Linked DNA regions of Rattus norvegicus: region 2 is linked to region 1. Evidence: chromatin contacts called from public Hi-C data. All regions are on one chromosome and are shown on one strand. The core of a region is the stretch at or near the end of the contact, and the rest is flanking DNA. Distances in the headings are between cores, read along the strand shown. Region 1 overlaps Arfgap3 (ADP-ribosylation factor GTPase activating protein 3). Region 2 overlaps LOC120093699 (a long non-coding RNA gene).

Region 1 (6,632 bases), core at 1,138-3,637:
GCCTCCCTGACTGACATCCTCCAGCAAGGCTCTAGTTCCTAAGGTGCCATAACCTTCCACACAGATCCACCAGCTGGGACCAGGGGCTTGGCACCGGAGCCTGTGGTCACTGACTCAAGCCTTCACATCGCATATGGACAGAGTTGGGTGCTGGCTGCCTTGCACTGGCTCGTTTTGCTTAGCGCACGCTTACCACCCATTGTTCATGGTCCGTATCCCCTGCCTCTGCTGAGGCTGAATAACACCCCAGTGATCTGTAGACGCCGATTTGCTTGTCTGTCCAACCGTGGGTAGACACTTGAATTGCTCCCACATGGTAGCCATTTAGATAAAGATGCCTTGAGTTCGTACATACAAGTGTCACTTTGAGAACTGTCCTGAGTCCCTTGGGGACAGCACTCGGAAGTGCTGTCAATGACTCCAGCGGTGATTATGTTTCTCCTCTTGTGAGGAAGCTCCTCCTTGTCCAGAACGACTCTGTCCATACATTCCCGCCAGCGCCATCAGAACAGCAGGAGTCATTTCCTCTCATCTTCACTGGCACACAGCATCTTCCTCCTCTTCCTCTCCTCCTCTTCCTGGCCCTCACCCTCCTGCCTCTGCTCTTTTGTCTTTTCTGTGGTGCTGGAGACTGAACCAGGGGCCTCATGCATGCTGCCAAGACTCCTTCCCTCCGTTCCTCCGTCCCTCCCTCCTACCCTCCCCCCCCCTCGTACCAGCCATTGGGTGTGAGGTAGTTTCTCCTCATATTTCTGATGTGAATTTCCCAGTGGTTGCTACTTGCCATCTTCTCATGCACCGTGGACCCTCTGTGTTTCTGCTCTGAAGATTCCTATTCCTGCTCTTGCCTGGTTTGGATTGGGTCGTTCATTGTGTTGAGCTTTCAGAGTTCTTTATGTTTGCCATATCCTGATCCCTTATAATAGACACGATTTGAAAATATTTTCTCACTTTTTTTTTTTTGAGACAAGGTTTCCTTGTGTAGCCCTGGCTGTCCTAGAACTCGCTCTGTAGACCAGGCTGACCTCAAACTCAGAGGCAGAGGTGGCTGCCTCTGCCACCTGAGTGTGGGATTGAAGAGGTGCACCACCACTGCCTGGCCCCATACTCTGTTCTTTGATACACCTGCTTTAACTTCCCTGGCGTCCAGTTAGCACACGCCTCTCGAGGTACACGCACCAGACCCACTGCCGTAAGTCTTCATCTTGCTCCTTCCAAGAGTTTTCTGGTTTCGATTATCACAGTATGCCTTTGACCCTTCTGAGTTTTGTTTTTGTTACTTAGATAGGATCTCACTATGTAGCCCTGGCTGTCCTGGAACTCACTATGTAGACCAGGCTGGTCTGGAACTCACTATGTAGACCAGGCTGGCCTCAAACTCACAGGTTCATTTGCCCCTGCCTCTCAAGTTCTGGGATTAAAGGTCCATGCCAGTTTGAGTTGATTCTTGTTTGTGGTTAAAGCTAAGTGTATAACTTCATGTGTGGGGGATGTGGGGGCTGAAAATGCCCTGGGGACAGAGCTGAGGACCTTGTATGCATACAGAGCCACATTAATGTATGCTAGGCAACTCTTCTACCAACGAACGAGATCCCCAGCCCTTTTGAGACAGGTCCTCGTACATTGCCTGGGTTGGCCTTAAACTCACTCTGTGGTCCACACTGGCTCTGAATTGTAACCTTCCTTTCCCAGACTCCTAATACCACCACCCCTCCCCCAGCTTCCAGATATTCTTTCCAGAATGTTTTTCCCAGATTGGTCATGAGCTGTTCATACACATCGCCACACCCTGTCCAGAGTATAGAAAGGCTGGGCTGGCATGAGGCCACCCACACTGCTCCTCCCTCTGCTTTGTGCTGTTCAGTCCAGTTCATTTCCAGGTCCCTGCTTATCCTCTGGCCTGTGCTCTGGTTCACCTCTGAGGCGTAAGCCGGTGCACAGAGTTCCAGGAAAGCAGGTAGGAAGAGGGCTGGCCTGGAGCCTGAACACGAAGATCTGTTGGGCCTGTGCAGGTTCAAACATGGGCCTCTTAAAAGTCAGATAAATGTATGAGTCACACACTTAAGGAAGAGTCAAAAAATAGCAACTAAAAAGCACTGAGCCAAAAGGCAGCTGCCTAGGCTGTGGACAGGAGAAACTAAGTCCAGGCTAGCCAGGACTACAGAGAAAGACAAAATCCAGCAAGCAGTCAAACAAGCCATCCCAAGCCTGGCTCCAGGGAGCCCGAGTGGATCACTTAGACCCACAAAGAGAGACGTAAACAAAAGGCCCAGCTCGGAAGAACAACACAATACCCACCATGAAAAGATCTCAGCGGCCCCAGTGTGAGACATGAACACCCCTGCACTGGCCCCTCCCTTCCTACTCCCTCTCCCTCTGCCAGCCACACACCCGCACACAGATGAGCACAGGCACACAGGCAGTGGTAGCTCTCACACGTGTCACTGTGAACCATAGATGGTCTATTTAACCAAGGGGAGTTTTATTTTTAGGTTAATTTCATGATAGTGACTTTACAAAGGACAGAGTAATTTCTGAACTGTCTTTGGTTGGCAGCCAGAGTTAGTTAGGAGTGTGTGTACAGACCAAGTAGTCACGATGCTTGGGCCCAGCACTCCGCAGGGCTGGGACTGTCCTGGCCCTGCCCCGCACCAGGGTTGCTCAGACTCAGACAGATGACTGACTGCTCAAGGGATTTGAAAGAAGGTACTGCATCTCCGCCTCCTCACCTCTTTGGTTAACAGGGGCGGTTTTTCCTCAGCACCCAGAGTCTTAGGACGCTGTGCAGAGCCTCGGCTCTTCCCGGGGCAGTGAGTGCTGCCCAAGGCTGCTACCTGCTGGGGCGGGTGTGCTCAGGCCTCCACCATCAGCTCCAAAGGAGTCCCTGTCAGCTCAGCTTCAGATTCCCCTTCAAGGAAGCTGGAGAGAAGGCTCAGCAGGAAGCCCTGGTTCCTCCTGCAGAGGACCCAGGTTCAGTTCCCGCACTCCCGTCAGACAGGGAAGCTCCTGTAACCCCATCCCCAGGGAATCCATAGGCCTCTGTGTGATATATGCACCATACACGCACATGATAAAAGTACATTGTAAAGGAGAAGAGAAGAGGATGGAGAGATGGCTCAGTGATTTAAAGCACTGGCTGTTCTTCCAGGGAACCCAGGTTGGTTCCTGTAGCTCTAGGCAGTCAGACCTCCCTCTTCTGACCTCTGAGGGACCAGGCATGCACATGGTGCACAGACACACATGTGGTAAGGCACCCACACATAGCAGGCACTCACCCTGAGCTCCCATCCTACCCCTTGGGGGCTTTGAAACAGGGTCTCATGGAAGTCTGGCAAGGCTCCGCCCGTGCGGGTTACAGGGATGAGAGGTGCCCGGCTCCATGCCTGGCTACACAGAATTCCCTGAATCCCACAGCACGGGAACATGGGTTTTGGTTTGTTTGTTTTGTTTTTGTTTAAGATTTATTTATTTATTATGTATACAGCATTCTGCCTGCAAGTATGTCTGCAGGGGAGAAGAGGGCATCAGATTTCATTACAGATGGCTGTGAGCCACCATGTGGTTGCTGGGAATTGAACTCATGACCTCTGGAAGAGCAGTCAGCGCTCTTAACCACTGAGCCATCCCTCCAGCCCTGAGAGAATGTCTTGAAAGCTTAGTGAGCAGTTTGATGCCCGAGAAGGACAGTTTCACATCTTGTAATCCTTGATCCTCCCAGGTCCACAGAACTGGATTCTAACTGGTCCTGGTTCCAGCTTCGATGCATGCAAGTTGGCGGGAACGCAAATGCTGTAAGTCCCCAAGGCCCTCCCTCCTCTTTCCTGAAGTTCAGTTGCTGTGCCTGGGGCTGTGGGGCAAGAAGTCGGCTCAGGGGGCAGAAGCTCGGGTCATGTTTGTTCAGAAGCCATGGAGGGCCTGCTGGGCTGGGGATCTGGTAACAAGCAGGCTCCTCTTGTGGCCAAGTCGCAGCACAGCTGAAGAAAACAAATTAAAGAGAAAAGAACAGCGGCGTAGTGCTTTAAGGAAACAGAGAGCAGGCAAGGATGTATAAGAGCGGACATGCTTAAAACAAAAGGAGGTTCTTACCCTTGAAGGGGTGACCCCTGTGCATACACTGGAAATATGCGTATTTACACTAATTAGAGAGATGTAGGTCTCAAGTGGTAGAAACCTTTTCAATGAAGTGTGTGTGTGTGTGTGTGTGTGTGTGTGTGTGTGTGTGTGTGTGTGTGTAGCAGGGCATGGTAGGGTTCATTTTCTTCAGTGGTATAACCAGAGGATAGTTATTCAGGCTCCAGTAAATAGCCCCTGACCTGAACTCCGTGGGTCACACAAAAAGGCAAGGCCAACAGAAAACATGAAAGAAAGGGAGTTGTTGGGACGGGCAGTGACAGGGGGTACAAGAGGGTACAATATGAGCAGAGCACGTTAGACAAAGAAGAGGACAGTCTAGCCAGAAAAATCTTTTGAAGCAGTGCCGCCCCATTTGTTTCCAAATGATACCAACTGGCAACTGGAGTCCTTTCCCAGGTGCAGCTGAGCCAGGTGCAAGAAATTGTATGTGGTCCCATGTGGTCCCACACCTGGCAAGGCACCCCTGGCACCCAGCAAGCAGGGGCAGGAGGATCTCTGTGAGTTTGAGGCCAGCCTGGTCTACATAGGGAGTTCCAGGCCAGCAAGGATATATGGTGAAATGCTAGAAGAAAGAAAATGAAATTATATTAATATATATCTCAAAAAATTATGTCTCGGCTTAAATATTTAGAATCAAAATCCTAAGCCTAGGACTGGACCGATGACTCAGTGGTTAAGAGCACTGGCTGCTCTTCCAGAGGTCCTGAGTTCAATTCCCAGCAACCACATGGTGGCTCACAACCATCTGTAATGGGATCTGATGCCCTCTTCTGGTGTATCTGAAGACAGCAACCGTGTACTCACATACAGTAAATAAGTAAATCTTTATTTTAAAAAAAGATCCTAGGGGTTGGGGATTTAGCTCGGTGGTAGAGCGCTTGCCTAGGAAGCGCAAGGCCCTGGGTTCCGTCCCCAGCTCCGATAAGAAGAACCAAAAAAAAAAAAAAAAAAAAAGAAAGAAACTTCAGAAAAAAAGATCCTAAATCTAAAATACTGACTTCCAAAATGTAAAATCACCTTAGATCAGAATTTTCCCTCGACATTTTAAGCCCCTCATTCAGTAGCACAGTGACCACGAGGTCTGAGCTCTTGTGATATTTCTGTTAATTTGCCTGCTTTTCTCTTTAGTCTTCCTTCTTCCACCAGCATGGGTGTGCCACCAAGGACACCAACGCCAAGTACAACAGCCGTGCAGCTCAGCTCTACAGGGAGAAAATCAAGACTCTGGCCACCCAGGCCACCCGCAGGCACGGCACCGATGTGAGTCCCTTTGGTAAAGTGTTCCGTAATCTCTCTGAAGTCTCCTGGGAGGAGCCCAGGGTATGGGGCATGGTGGCCCCTCGTGGTGAGAAGGGCTCTGCTTTGTCAACTCACATGTGACCTGGACCAGCAGGTTATTCTTCAGTGACAGGGTCCAAAGCGGGAAGGCGAGGAGATGAGGAGATAGGGAAGCTGGGGGTTAGGTGACATTGCACAAGCCGGGTCTTAGGCCAAGCAAGTTTGTTAAGTAGAGCGCCTTGTACACAGTCTGCAAGGCAAATGTGACAGCTCGGCAGAGGCTACCATACAATGGACAATGTCAGCGGGAAGCTAGTCAAGCAGTGTTGAACAAAGGGAACCCAGGGTGTCTCACGTGTCACCGACTGAGCTCATTGCAGTCTTGGGACCGATGACCACAGCCCTTTAAGGAGCCAGAGTTGAGTTTCCAGGAGCTAAAGTCTTAGGTCCTCTAAGACTCTGGCCCCAGGCTGGTACAGAGTGACCCAGATGTTAGAAAAGGAACATTTTGTCCAGACACCTAGTCCTCAGCACGCTGGGACACTGAGGGTCACTGCTGAGGACTTAGGTTCCTTCCCGTGTCCCTCACACAGGCCATGACTCCCTTAACAATGCAGAGCTTTGGTTACTGTGCTCACCTTACTGTGCTCGCTTTAATGCTCCGAGCTGACTGGCACAGTGACATCCCTGCTCAGCAGGCAGAAGCAGGAGGAACCCAAGCCCAAGGCCAGCCTGGGCTATGAGACCCCATCTCAGCAGACAAAAGCAAGCACAGGGTTGCTCACAGCTAGGACCCTGGCTACTCAGAAGGAAGGGTAGGCAGAACACTTCAGTTGGGAGGCCGGTCTGATCTGCATGGTGTGTTCTAGGCCAGTCAGGGTCTTGAAAATGAAAAGATCATTAATCAATAAATAAAAGGATGACCTCATTCAGTGGTCGTAAGCTCGGAGATAGAACACGTGCTGCCTGGTATGAGAAAGACACGGGGCTGCAACTTCATGCTTCAGAAGTAGTTCATTAACTGCCAACCTTGTTTGCTATGTATTGGATTGCTCACCCATTGACTACGTACAGTCAGGGCTGAGCGGGAAGGTGCATCACGGCCCTCGGGAGCCTAGGAGCCCTCTCCCTGGGGCGTACTCAACATGGAAACCATCAGGAGAATAAGGAGCATGGCGGCTCCTAAGTGGGACAGGAGAGCCCCTCACTTGTGAGCACAG
Region 2 (6,209 bases), core at 3,228-5,727, 140 kb before region 1:
TTGGTTCCTGCAGAAAGGTGAAGTGAGGGCTCCAGAGACTCATGTCCCTAACTTGGTAGTTACTTCATGACAGTGAGCATGGCTGTTCTGGTTTGTCCATGAATCCTCAGGCTTAATTCCCCTCCCACACACACCCCCCTCTGAACTCCAGGAACTAAGTTCTCTTTATTTTTATCACACTAATGCGGTCCCTTCTCTCACCCTGTCCCCACACTTCAATATCCATGCCCCCTATCCCTCCCCCTCCCTCAGGCCCTACCGTTTCCCTTCTGAACAGCACACCTGAGGCAGGGCAGGTCCCCTCCTGGGACCCCTGGTGGCACTCTTGCCATTTGTCAGCAGAAGCTGAGGACACTGAGCTCTCCAGGGGGACAGAGGGCATGGGCAGAAATGGCAGGCGTCTTCTTCCCTGACGGTACCCCTCCTGCTGTGGTCATGAACTTGGCAGGCTATTAGCTGACCCATCTCAACCAGACCTTCTGCACACCCATTTCAATTCTGGGGGTCACATTGCTGGGCTGCCCAGCCCAGGGTTGCACCATGGGATCTCAGTATCTGTCTATCTGACTGTCTCTCTCTCACACACACATCCAGGAACTAAGTTTTCTTGATATTTTTCCCCCACACTAATGCTGTCCCTCCTCTCACCCTGTCCTGTCCTGTCTTGTCCTGTCCTGTCCTGTAACTGTTCTGTTCAACCTTTGTTCTAGACCTCAGCCCCTGGGAACCTGGAACTGCTACAAACAATGTCAAGTGATAGATTGAGGGAACATCTAAGAGCTCGCTCATGGGAGCACCATGGCTACACCAGATACAGCATGGGTGGGAGGCTCCTGGTCTCTGACACTGTTCTCCCTAGGACTTTGATTACCACACAAAGAACACCCCTCCACCCTCCTGTGATTCTTTATTGCCGTTGAAATTTGTTTAAAGCTGTGTTTTTATGTGTATGGGTGTTTTACATGCATGCATGCATGCATGCATGCATGCGAACCAGGCTCTTGCATTACCTGCACAGACCATGGGTGGGAGGCTCCTGGTCTCTGACACTGTTCTCCCTAGGACTTTGATTACCACACAAAGAACACCCCTCCACCCTCCTGGGATTCTTTATTGCCGTTGAAATTTGTTTAAAGTTGTGTTTTTATGTGTATGGGTGTTTTACATGCATGCATGCATGCATGCATGTGAACCAGGCTCTTGCATTACCTGCACAGACCAGAAGAGGGCATCAGATCCTCTGGGACCAGAATTATAGACAGTTGTGAGCCACCTATTGGTGCTGGAAACTCAACCTGGGATCTGTACCTGGGTCCTCTGGAAGAGTATCCAGTGATCTGAACCCTCTGAGCCAAGTCTCCAGCCCCAAATCCAATATTCTAAAGCAGGTAACAGCGTGACCATCATCCAAGCCTTGGATTGCCCACTGTATCCCAGGGACCATAGCTGGTTTACTAGTTAGGTCCCAGCCTCTTTCTTGGGCTCCTGTGCTGCAGACAAGGTTGTAACAGCTATTTCTGAATGGCTTGCCTCCGCCGCTGTCACCACCACTGTAGCCACCAACCAAGAGCAGAATCTTGACCTGCTTTCTCCAAGCTTTACAATGGCTACTCCAAGCCTACAGTGGGTCCCTCCTGTACTGAGACACTCTGGTTTCAGTCTGCGTATTCTCACTGCTGTCCGTCATGAACCCACTGCCCCGTGATACCTTAGGAAGAACAGGAGAAAACAAGAAGCTTTAAGGTTCAACCTGGGGATGTGGGGTTTGGACACCGCTGGGTTTAGGAAAGGCTGAATCCCTCCCCAGGTTGGCAGAAGCCTTCCTGATCTTAACTTACACGTAGACAGCTTTCTCCAGTCTGCACTTCAGGGACTGGGAGGGTGCGTGAGCAGCGAGGGCGGGGATCTCAAGGCAGCCAGCTCTGGGCACTATGCCATTTTCCTCAGTGAGGTAGGGACCCACAGACTCCAGGGTCAGTGGTAAGGGCTGTGGTGCAGTTAAGGACTTTGCAAATGACATTTCTTAAAGCCTTAAGGGCACTTCTGGCAGGTCACAAAGCTTCTGGAGGGAAGAAGCTACTGTGGAAGTTTACCATGTGACTCTCTGAGTGGCTCTGGGCGTGAGGCTGCTTTCATGTAGGAAAAGCAGAGATGTTGGCCAGAGCCTGATGGAAAGGAAACACCTGGTCACAGCCACGGGACAATAGCCGGGGGGAGCCTGGACAGTGGAAGCTGCTGACTCCTAACACTCTCTGGATGTGCGTGAGTTTGGGGACTGAAAGACTCGTGGGAAGATTTTAGTGCTAACTGCTCAGTGGCAGGACCAGGCATCTAGGGACCTGGGCCCTTTCCCTCGCTTAGCTCGCTGCCTTGCTGTGTGACTGCAAACTAGTTACTGAGCCTCTCTGAGCTTTAGCCTTCTCATCTGCCAGGAAGTTAAACTGTGCCCTCTTACCTCACATGGCTGAGGAAAGGAAGATGCTGGGTTAAAAAAAATTCTAGAGCAGCATTTACAAACACTTGCTGTAGTGTGTGCATGTGTGTATGTGTGCGCGTGTGCGCGTACGTGTGCCTGTGCTCTAGGCCAGAGCAGCAGGGATGAGGGTGCTCCATCCGTTCCAATGCGGGCTGTCTGGGGTGGCTTCCAGTTGGAGCTGCTTTTCAAGCTGTGCTCTGCATAACAGCGAATGGACAGAAGCAGGAGAATGGGGAATGGCTTGAGATCATTTCACAAAGACGGTGAGGGGCGGACGTTGGAAGATGCCTGGTGAAGAAGTCTTACCCTTGCTGTAGGCGCTAGGCAGCCATTGGATGTTTTCGAGGAGCAAGAGTTGGTGTTCTTAGAGAAGCAGGGAGGGTGATCCTGAGCTTGCCTCTCAGTGAAGGTAGCTGGGAGCTGAGGGTATGGGAAGGGAGTCCACTGAGGAAGATGAAGATGTAGGAGAGAGTAGGGAGCTGTCCTCTGCTGGCCAGCAGAGGGCAGGAGTGGGAAAGGGGTTGGCACCTTCTAAGAAAGGACTTTCTCAAAGGGACTGCCCATGCAGAGGTCATTTGCTCAGGGTTATAAAGCAATCCTGTTTCAGGGTAACAACCTAATAATGGGGAAGTCACCAGCCCTTCCAGTTTCGGATCTTCTAATCAAGGTGAAACCAGAAACTGCCAGAGTGACTCGAATGGAGGTCTAGGGTGAGTGTGGCGGCTGGTGCCTGCCTGGGACCCCAGCCACCCTACAAGTGAGGACAGAAAGGTCAAGGTCATTCATCCTTAACTCTTATAGCAAGCTTGAACAAAGCAGTCTATAGGGATATGGGCTTATAGGACTTCGCCAGCGAGCAGAAGGGCGGAGCTTGGAGGTTTTTTGTTTTTGTTTGTTTGTTTGTTGTCCTTTGGTTTTCAGGGTTCATTTGTTTTCATTTTGTCAGCAATGACAATGGTCTTCACTACTTAGCCCAGCTGTGGACAAGCAGCGAGGTCTTTGCTTCCGAGACTCTGGGGTCAAGTGGACAGGCGGAAGGGGAGGGAGGAGCCCGTGCCTGCCGCTGAGGGCTCAGGGCGTGATGCTGTGCAAGGTGGTCTGGAAGAGCTGACTGTTGGGTGCAGGTGACTCCTCCCTGTCTAGAAAGGGCATGTGCTCCCCAGGGTCAGAACCACTCCAGGATCTCACAGGCAGGACTAGGTTAGAGCCTGGTCCGTTTCAGAAGGAAGTCTGCAGAGCTGTGGCTAGAGCCGCAGCCGCTCGGTACCTCCCTGGTCCTCATCTGGACCATCGGTCAGGTCAGTAACTTCCGAGGCTCCTTATGTTACTCCATCCTGTGGATGTCAGAGACGCCTCTCCCATCTGCAAGCTGGCTTACAGTCCATCACTCAGGGAAGTCAAGCCAGGAGCTCAAAGGGGACAGGAAACTGGAGGCAGGAGCTGATGCAGAGGTCATGAATGAGTGCTGCTTACTGGACTGGCTTGGTCATAATGCCTTGCTCAGCCTGCTTCTTATAAAACCCAGAACTGCCTGCCCCCGGGGTGGCACCACTCACAGTGGGCTGGGCCCTCCCCCATTGCCAGCACACAGTAGACGTTAGATGAATGTGCCTTTCGGGAGGAATCTCTGCCACCTTCATGCTTCCCATGTCAATCTGGCCTCTCTGAGCCTGTTTCCTTGGGGAGGGTCAGTGACATGAGAGTGACAGTCATTCCTGCCTGCCACCTAGGTAGGAGCAGTGGCTGAACCTGAACACTTGGGCCTGGGCCCAGGGTTTGCTGCCTCGCAGCTATTCTTAGCAGAGAATATGACACACCTGCTGGTAGGAGCTGCCCTCTCCTTTCCTTTCCCATTGTCCCCTGGGCAGGCTGTTTCCAAACCCTGCCCAAGGCCCTTTGCTAATAAAGAACAGCCGGTATGGTATGCCAAGGGAGGGTGTGCCCTGTGCTGGGAGAGCCCTGGGCTTGGTGAGGGCTGAGTCATAGCCATAAAGCTAGGGGTGTGTCCTGCCCCGGTGACACCAGACACCCACATCCGGCAGGGAGAGGGCTGTGTCTCCTGCCTCACCTCTAAGGGAGCTCAAACAGAAAGGCTTTGAGAGCCACAAGAAGCAGGGAGACAAGTGGAAATTTTTGCCCAGCAGCTGCCTGGGCTTAGGAGCATCAGGTCACAGCCCACATATGGCCTGGCCGGTTACTTGGACTAGAGTGACATTCCCAGTTGCAGATACACTTGTAGCACGCCCCTCCACCATGTTCCTGGCACTCCGTGATGTGATCCCCTGTCTCAAAGCCGCAGCCCACACTGATCATCTATCTTCCTGGAGTGTTCTTCCCTTCCCTACAGAATCCTCCTATGCCCTAAGACCCGATTAAAGCGCACCTTGCTGCTGAGGCTTTCTGCTGTTGTCTGTCAAGGTGTCATGCCTAGACCTACCATTTCAGTCACGCCAGTGTCCAGACCAGACTTGTCTTTCTGTCACGTTTCTCTCTTGCCAAATAGACCATCCATCTTTCCCTACCCAAGCTTAAAGAGTTTTACTGGATTATTATTTTGTATTATGTTATGTAGCGTGTACGTGTATGTGTATATATGTGTGTATGTGTGTGTATGTGGTGTATATATGTGTGTATGATGTGTGTATATGAATGTGTTATGTGTATGTGTATATGTGTGTATGATGTGTGTTGTGTGTTATGTGTATGTTGTGTGTGTATGTGTATATGTGTGTGTATGATGTGTGTTGTGTGTGTTATGTGTATGTGTATATGTGTGTGTATGATGTGTGTTGTGTGTGTTATGTGTATGTTGTGTATGTGTGTGTGTATGATGTGTGTTGTGTGGTTATGTGTATGTGTATATGTGTGTGTGTATGATGTGTGTTGTGTGTGTTATGTGTATGTTATGTGTGTATGTGTATGTTTTTTGTTTTTGTTTTTTTTTTCGGAGCTGGGGACTGAACCCAGGGCCTTGCGCTTGCTAGGCAAGCGCTCTACCACTGAGCGCTCTACCACTGAGCTAAATCCCCAACCCCGTGTATGTGTATGTTATGTGTGTGTTATGTGTATGTTGTATGTATGTGTATGTGTATGTTATGTGTGTTGTGTGTTATGTGTATGTTGTATGTGTGTGTGGATGTATATGTTATGTGTTTAGTATGTGTATGTTATGTGTGTTGTGTGTTATGTGTATGTTGTATGTGTGTGTGGATGTATATGTTATGTGTGTGTGTGGTTAGAGGACAACTTTCTTTTTTTTTTTTTTTTTTTTTTTGGTTCTTTTTTTCGGAGCTGGGGACCGAACCCAGGGCCTTGCGCTTCCTAGGCAAGCGCTCTACCACTGAGCTAAATCCCCAACCCCAGAGGATAACTTTCAATGTTAGTTCTTTCCTTCCTCTGTGGCTTCCTGAGAACAAATCCAGGTCGCCAAGGCTTGCACAGTGTCTTAGGGTTCTATTGCTGCAATGAAACACCATGACCAAAAGGAAGTTAGGGAGGAAAGGATCATCGAAGGAAGTCAGGTCAGGAGCTTAAGCAGGGCAGGAACCTGGAGGTACGAGCTGAGGCAAAGGGGTGCTGCTTACTGGCTTGCTCAGCCTGTTTTCTTATGGCACCCAGGACCACCAGCCCCCATCAATCACTAATTAAGGAAATGCCCTACAGCTGGATCTCATGGAGGTATTTTTCTCGGTTGAGGTTCCCTCCCCTCATATGACTTTAGCAGGTGTCAAAT

What was found. A called contact is a pair of places that touch in the nucleus more often than the background predicts.
Region 2: a contact with region 1 is called in a Hi-C map of mammary epithelial cells, with 3 times the contacts expected there. The contact joins two enhancer-like sites. A contact is called at or near these places in 6 of 12 Hi-C or Micro-C datasets (the Rat2 cell line, Schwann cells, frontal cortex and 3 more).

The regions. Positions count from the first base shown.
Region 1 is chr7:116,342,721-116,349,352 of GRCr8, reverse strand. Arfgap3 (ADP-ribosylation factor GTPase activating protein 3) reads left to right here. Exons shown (of 16, transcript NM_001044273.1): 3 at 3,719-3,791; 4 at 5,263-5,394. Among named protein-coding and RNA genes, the nearest start is that of Arfgap3, 13 kb to the left of the region's middle. Within about 2 kb of position 2,387, at least 29 of the 93 cell types and tissues checked have an H3K27ac peak or open chromatin away from gene starts, as enhancers often do. A contact at or near this core is called in Schwann cells, where this site is marked.
Region 2 is chr7:116,488,044-116,494,252 of GRCr8, reverse strand. It overlaps LOC120093699 (a long non-coding RNA gene), which reads right to left. Exons shown (of 2, transcript XR_005487277.2): 2 at 5,724-6,209. Among named protein-coding and RNA genes, the nearest start is that of Ttll1, 38 kb to the left of the region's middle. Within about 2 kb of position 4,477, at least 27 of the 93 cell types and tissues checked have an H3K27ac peak or open chromatin away from gene starts, as enhancers often do. A contact at or near this core is called in Schwann cells, where this site is marked.